Linked DNA regions of Oryctolagus cuniculus: region 1 is linked to region 2. A link is a contact called in public Micro-C data. All regions are on one chromosome and are shown on one strand. Each heading gives the region's core, a stretch centred on a gene start, on an enhancer-like site or on the middle of the called end of the contact. The rest is flanking DNA. Distances are from core to core; before and after follow the strand shown. Region 1 holds the start of SRGAP3 (SLIT-ROBO Rho GTPase activating protein 3). Region 2 holds the start of BRPF1 (bromodomain and PHD finger containing 1).

What was found. Hi-C and Micro-C count contacts between places; a contact is called where the count stands out from the background.
Region 1: a Micro-C map of ear pinna shows a contact between it and region 2, with 4 times the contacts expected there. The contact joins the promoter of SRGAP3 here to the promoter of BRPF1 in region 2. A contact is called at or near these places in 3 of 6 Hi-C or Micro-C datasets (ear pinna, psoas muscle and an unstated tissue).

Annotation. Positions count from the first base shown.
Region 1 is chr10:117,241,929-117,245,054 of mOryCun1.1, forward strand. SRGAP3 (SLIT-ROBO Rho GTPase activating protein 3) reads left to right here and starts at 1,769. Exons shown (of 25, transcript XM_070051217.1): 1 at 1,769-1,871. It overlaps THUMPD3 (THUMP domain containing 3), which reads right to left and starts at 2,105. Exons shown (of 10, transcript XM_070051224.1): 1 at 1,686-2,105; 2 at 1-212. The coding sequence starts at 190.
Region 2 is chr10:116,970,225-116,973,605 of mOryCun1.1, forward strand. BRPF1 (bromodomain and PHD finger containing 1) reads right to left here and starts at 1,738. Exons shown (of 13, transcript XM_070051177.1): 1 at 1,150-1,738. It overlaps CPNE9 (copine family member 9), which reads right to left. Exons shown (of 20, transcript XM_070051181.1): 20 at 2,571-2,870. The coding sequence ends at 2,679.

The DNA.
Region 1 (3,126 bases), core at 519-3,018, 270 kb after region 2:
CTGAGCCCAGCTTCTCTCTCACTTCGTCCGCGGCAGTCTGCTCAAAGCCAGTGGGAACTGTGGCGCCGATCGTGACTGGGAGACGTGCAGACTCACTTTGGAGGCCACCCTCTGCGGCCTGTACAGAAGCCTGGCTCTCGTGAAGGGTCCCGTCCAGAAGGTGGTTAGTGGCTTCTTCACCGTCAGACATGTTGGCAGCGCTGTCAAGATCCCTACCATCGGTACAGACAGAAACATCGTCACCTCGCATTTCAATTATGATTAAGAATACACGCTCTGGAGGGCAGCAAGAACAACACTGAACTCTATTTGGTCCGCTCGCCTGGTGAACGCCTCATGCTTGTGTTACAGAGCTGAAGAAATGGGGGCACCGGGCCAGGCTGCACAACAGCACGTCACCACCACACAAGCAACGCAGGCGCCACAGCAGAGAGGGCGGCACTCAGCATTGCCACGGCATGCCCTGTCTGGTGTGGGTCCCGGGGTGGATGAAAGTCATCCCATAACCTCCAGAGTCAACAGTAAGAATTTCTGCCACAGCACATTCGAATACAGTTCAGCATCCGGGCCTCTCAGCTAGCGGTGAAGAACGTGGCCTGGAATTCCTACCTCCACGTTCGTGGGCTGAGCGACCCAAAGCAAGTTAGTGCTGCCAAGCCTCAAAACAGGAATTAAACAGCTCCTCTGTGTGAGCAGCACAGTACCAGGCCGACGACTAAAATCTAAGACGGCATTTACCTTCCTCCCCGCTGTGAACAGCGACTCGCGAGTTCACAAATGTGAGCTGGGGCTCTCGGGTCCCCACTGAGGTGCCCACCTGCTCCATCAGGTGTACTCTCTCCCTTACACTTCGTTCAGAGCAGGTACAGCCGCTGCCTCCCACTCCAGCATCCCGTACGGGTGCCGCCAGCCGGCTCCCTGCTAACGGCCTGGGAAAAGCTGAGGTCCCTGCCACCCACGTGGGAGACCCGGGAGAAGCTCCGGGTTGGACCGGCCTAGCCCTGGTGGCCATGGGGCAGTGACCCAGCAGATGGAAAAGTTCTTTTCCTCTGTTACTCTTTCAAAACAAATAAATCTTAAAAGCAAAAACAAAAAGCAAACTCTGTTTCACTATTTTTTTAAAAAAATGAAGAGAGAGGAAGGGTGAACCGAACAGCGACGACTTAACCACCGCAGGCCCGGGAAACGTGGGGAACCCTAAGCCCGGTCCGACGCACGCGAGCCCTCGCGACGTCAGCTGGCAGGTGCGGAGTAGCACCTCCCGCAGGGTTTCCACAGCGCTGGGGCTCCGAGGACACCGACACCGTCCTCGCGCCGTGCCAGGCACAGGCGACGGGCTCAGACCAGGCCGCTTCCGGGCCTGCGGCCGCTCCGTCCCCGCGAGGTCCACCTGCGCCTTCCCAACTCCAGGCAGCGTCGGCCAGGGGGCGCGCCCCGCCAGAGGGCACAGCGCTCACCAGCGGCGCGGGCTGGAGAGGAACCCACGCCCCCCGATGGCCGCGGTCTCGGGAACCCCGGGGCGACGCCCCCACGCCGGGCCGCGGAGGGGCGGCGACACAGGCCCCGCCGGCAACCGGACGAACCGAGGACCCGCCTGGCGCCGGCGCGCGCCCCGGCCGCTCCTCCCTCCCAGGCCGAAGGTCCAAGGGCAACACCCACAGCTGGACGCACCGCCGCCCGCTCACCGGCCGCTGGCACAGGCCCTTCCGGCTCTGGAACCCCGCGGTCCAGCGCGCACGGGTCAGGCCGCCGGAAGCCGCGTTGCCGACCCCGGAAACGGAAGTTGGGCTGAGGTCGTGGCGGCGCCGAGCGAGGGGCGGGCGCCGGGGCTGGGCTGTGGAGAAGGGCGCATGCTCGGGCGGCTCCGCGAGGTGAGGGACGGGGTCACCCGTCGCCTGGCAGTCGCCGCCGACGGTGGCGGGCTCTTGGCGGGCGTCGTCTCGTTCGTGCCGACGCTCGTGAGGCGGCAGAGTTCGACCCCCAGAAGTTAGGTCTCCGTTTCCCCGGCGCCCGAGGGCAGAGCGGGGTCGTGAGTCCAGGATCGGGGGCCAGCTCCGGAGCCGGCGGTGCTCGGACTACTTCCCGCCTTGTGTCCTGCCCCCGCTGGCTTCGCGCCATTGCTTACGCAATGCTTTCCTTTGAAGATCTGTCTATTTGAACACAGAGGGAATCTTCCACCCGCTGGTTCATTCCCCACATGGCTGCAGTGCCCAGGGCTCGGCCAGGCCCGAGCCAGGAGCTCCTTCAGATCTCCCACGTGGGTGCAGGGACCCAAGCCCTTGGGCCGTCTTCAGCTGCTTTCCCAGGCCATTATCAGGGAGCTGGATCAGCAGTGGAGCAGCCAGGACCAAAACCAGCGCCCATGTGGGATGCTGGCCACCGGCGGTGGCTTAACCTGTTAAACCACAACGCTGGCCCCAAAGTTTATTTAAAAAAATTTTTTTTTTTTACTTGAGCCAACGTGTTGTGCAATGGGTTAAGCCACTGCTTGTGACACCGACATGCCAACGTCCCATATTCAGATCCCGAGTCCTGGCTGCCCCCCTTCTGGTCCAGCTTCCTGTTAACTTGCCTGGGATGTGGCAGAGGGTGGTTTAAGTACTTGTGCCCCTGTCACCCACTTGCAAGGCCAGGATGGAGCTAGTGTCTTCTGGCGTCGGCCTGGTGCAGTCCTGGCACTTGGGGCCATTTGAACAGTGAAGGAACAGACAGGAGAGTTGGCGCTCTCTGTCACTCTCCTTCTTTTGCTATCTCTCTCCTTTTCAAATACATAAACACAATATTTAAGTTTTTTTTTTTTATTTGAAAGGCAGATAGAACGAGATTTTTCGTCCCCTGGTTGACTCTCCAAATACCTGCCAATAGCCAAGCCTAAGCCAGGAGCCCAGAAGTCAATCCTGGTCTCACATGGGGGTGGCAGGAATGCAACCGCTTGATCCATCACCTCCTACTGCCCAGGTGGGCGTTAGCAGGAAGCTGGATTGGGAGCAGAGTGAGACCCAGGCACTCTAAAATGGAACGCAGGCTTCCCTCGCAGCATCTTAACCACTGCGGCAAATGCCTACCCTTTAAATGGACTTTTTAAGCTAAGTTTTTATGAAAGGAAGCTTTTCCAACACAACAAGA
Region 2 (3,381 bases), core at 488-2,987:
TGTCACCCGCGACGCCTCTGCCCCGAGTGGCGGGCTCCTACTGCACAGCTCAGCCCACCCGACACTTCCGCCACGGCTTCTCTGCTCTGCCGTGGGGGGCCCGACTTGCAGAGCATCCGCTCCCACCTTCACCACCACGCCGGCCTCCACGCTGGCCGCTGTCAAGGCCCGCTACAGGAGACGGGGCGCTGCACGGCGGACGCCAGAGCCGACCCCGCGCGGTCTGCCGGGTCCCAGCATGCACCGGCCTCAGGTTTTGGAATAACCTGTTGCGCGGACAGCTGCAGGAGGCCCCCAGGGTTGGAGCCGCCACGCCGGGATGAAAGCTAGTTTCGCTCCCGCTCGCGGCCAGAACGAGGAGCCGGCAGAAGTGAGCGCGCTGTAGCAGTGACCGCTTTATCCCCGGCCTTGGCGCTGCAGTGGAAGATGGACCGGGCAGCAAGCGAGACCGGAGGCCAGCCCGTCTAGGGCAGCAGCGGGGCGCGTGGGAGCCCTGCATTCGCCCACGCTCGCAGCTCAACGGAGCGCCAGGTCCCGCCGACACACACAGCCTCCTGGGTGAGGGCGGACAGACGGCACCAGCTCCAGGACGCCCGGCCTGGCCAGGGACTGCCCGCTCTCTCCCGCTCCGCCCAGCCAGGGCCCCGGCAGGCAAAGCCGCCCTGAGCTCCCGGACAAACGCTCACCCCTCCTCTGCGCTGCCCCGGCCCTGCCTACAGCCCCTCAGCACGGCAGTGCAGCCACAAGTTCAACTCCAGCTCCCTCCTGCTCCGGCCCGCCGGCTCTCCCAACACCAGCCTGCCACGCACAAACAAGCCGGGTCCCAGGCGGCCGCCCAGGCTCCGGCAACACCCCGCGGGGAGCCGGCGCGGCCCCGGGGCGCGGGGGCTGCAGGAAGCGGGGGGCGGAGGCCCGGCCCGGCCCTGCCCGCAGCCTCTCCCGGATGCGGCGGCGCTTCCCCTTTGTCGGAACTGCTACAAGTTCAGCGGGGCTCGCCTCCGGCCATTGGCTCCGGCGGCCCCCAAGGATACACTGTTGCCCGGGATGCGCGCTGGGGGCGAGCGCGCTGTCAGCGCCTCCGGCGGCCGCGGCCCCGCAGACGCCCCTCGCCGCCGGCCACTCCCGTCCCGGCCCCAGGCCTGCACTCACCGGCCACCTCGAGTCCGGGCTCATCGCCGGGGGCGCCCGCCGGGGCTCCGACCCCTCCCGGGGAGGCCGGCGGGGAAAGGCGGGCCGGGGAGGGCGAACCCCAACGCTGCAGACCTCGGGTCTCGCCACCCCGGCCCCCTGGCCGCCCCACGCGCTGACCCCTGCCGCTCCCGGCCCCGCCGGCGCCCCCGCGTCTCAACTCCGCCGGCCGCTGCCCGTTTCCCAAGTCCGTAGGTTGCCTGGCCTCGGGACGCGGCGCGGCCGGAACAATAGAGGCTCCCGGAGGCAGCGCGGGGACAGCGGCGGCGGGGACCGTGGCGGCAAAGGCAGTGGCAGCGGCAGCGGCAGCGGCGGAGGCGACGGCGTCTGCGCAGGGTAAACGCGGCGCCGCGGCGCAGCCGGGCCGCACTTTCGCCACGGCTCGCTGCAGGGCCGCCGAGGCTCCCGCGGCCGTGCTGCGCGGCTCGGGGGACGCTCCTGGACGTGTGGCAGGGCTCATCCAGCACCTCCATCTCTGAGTCCAGCTTCTGGGCCCCGAGCCCGCGGGGGCTCGGGGGTCCGCGGTCGCCGGGCCGTTTGTGGCGAATCTGCGGACGCGGACGGCGAGCGCCGGGCTGGGCGTGAGGAGCCCGCCCTTCTCCCCTCCCCCTCCGCCGCCTCCCTCGCTGCTCCCGCCCTCCTGCTGGCGCGGCGGCTGCGGTAGGGACCTGGCCTAGGTCTCCGCGAGAGGCGGCGAGGCGGGGCCGCAGGCGCGGGGCGGGACGGGGGGCAGGCCCGGGAGCCGGAGGGACGCGGCCCGGGGCGGGGCCTGCCGCCGGGGGCGGGGATTCGTGGGTGGGGCCTGCCGCCGGGGCGGGGCCTGCCGCCGCGGCTCGGGGCGGGAAAGGGCGGAGCCTTGCTCGGGCCTGCAGCGGGCAGCTGGGCTGGGGACGACGGACGCGGCCCGGGGAAGACGCCGCGGGCGGCCCGGGCTCCCGGGCTCTGGGTGTGGAAGACGCATTTGTCGGCTGTGGGGCTCCGGGGACCCCGCCCTCTCGCCGTGCCTGTGTTGTCCTCCGTCACGTTTTCCCAAAAATCTCGACCTGTTGGGTGCGCTTCTGGGATCCGCGTGTGAGCCTGTAAACACGCGTGGAGTGCGGACCGCGGGTGGTCCCTGGCCCGCGGGGTCCCCGAGAGGACCCCGTGCGATCCTGCGTGTAGCGAGCGCTCACAGGAGACCAGGGTCGCCTCAAGCAGCCCCTTTGAGGCCAGGGACCCCTGTGACCACCCAAGGAAAGCTACGGGGCCTCCCTCTTGGGGGGCGCGCACGCAGTTTGCAGAAGGCGCAGGGGTCACCCGGGAGCCCGTGTCGGGAGGAGGATGAAGCCGGCCGGGCGCTGCCCACCGCGCCCTCCCTCTCGGCGTGACCCCAGCAGGCAGAGCGGAGTCGATATCAGCTTTATTACTGGCACAGCGCAGGGAGGTGGCGAGCGCGCCGGGCCGCCCGGGGACGGGCCCTGGCTTCCAGCAGCGGCAGCGGGTGCGAGTCCTCAGGGCTGCCCTGGGGCTGGGGCTGGGGCTGGGCTGGAGCCGGCGGGCGGCGGGGGCCGGGGCTGGATGTCCCTGGTGCGCATATAGGACAGCAGCTGTTCGGGGATCTCGGCCAGCACGTCCTTGGCCAGGCGGGCCATGCTCAGCACCTGGTTTCCGGAGCGGTCCACGTAGTCTCGGAATGGGACAAACTGGGGCAGGCAGACACGGGAGGGTGTGGGCCGGCGCTGCTCTGCTCCCACCCAGCACCTGTCCAGTATCGCATTCTCGCCCCACACTTTGGGCAGGCTTCTACCCGCCCCCCCACACCTTGGGCAGGTTTCTAAGTGGCTTTCTCCTAACTCGGCTCCCTCCTCCACTTTCTGTTGACTTCTCCCCTAATGGGGTCGTGAAATCCCCACGGTGGGTGCACTGGGCACAGTCCTCATCCTGACCCCTCCTCCCACTGCCTTGGCCAGCCCCCTGGACTGGAAGCCCCTCCCCAGTGCCTCTGTCTACAGGCTCCCTAATCCTGGTCCCGTCTCTCTGAATTCTCTTCCTGGGTGACCGTGTACACTTCTGTGGCTTTAAAAACGGGTTTCTGCAGGTAAAGGGAGGGACAGGGAGAAGGGGAGGGGGCCAGGGGAGCAGGAGCCGCAGAAGGGGGAGAGGTGAGGCGTCAGTGGGGTGATGGGGAGGAGAGGAGGCCCAGGAGAGGGGGGC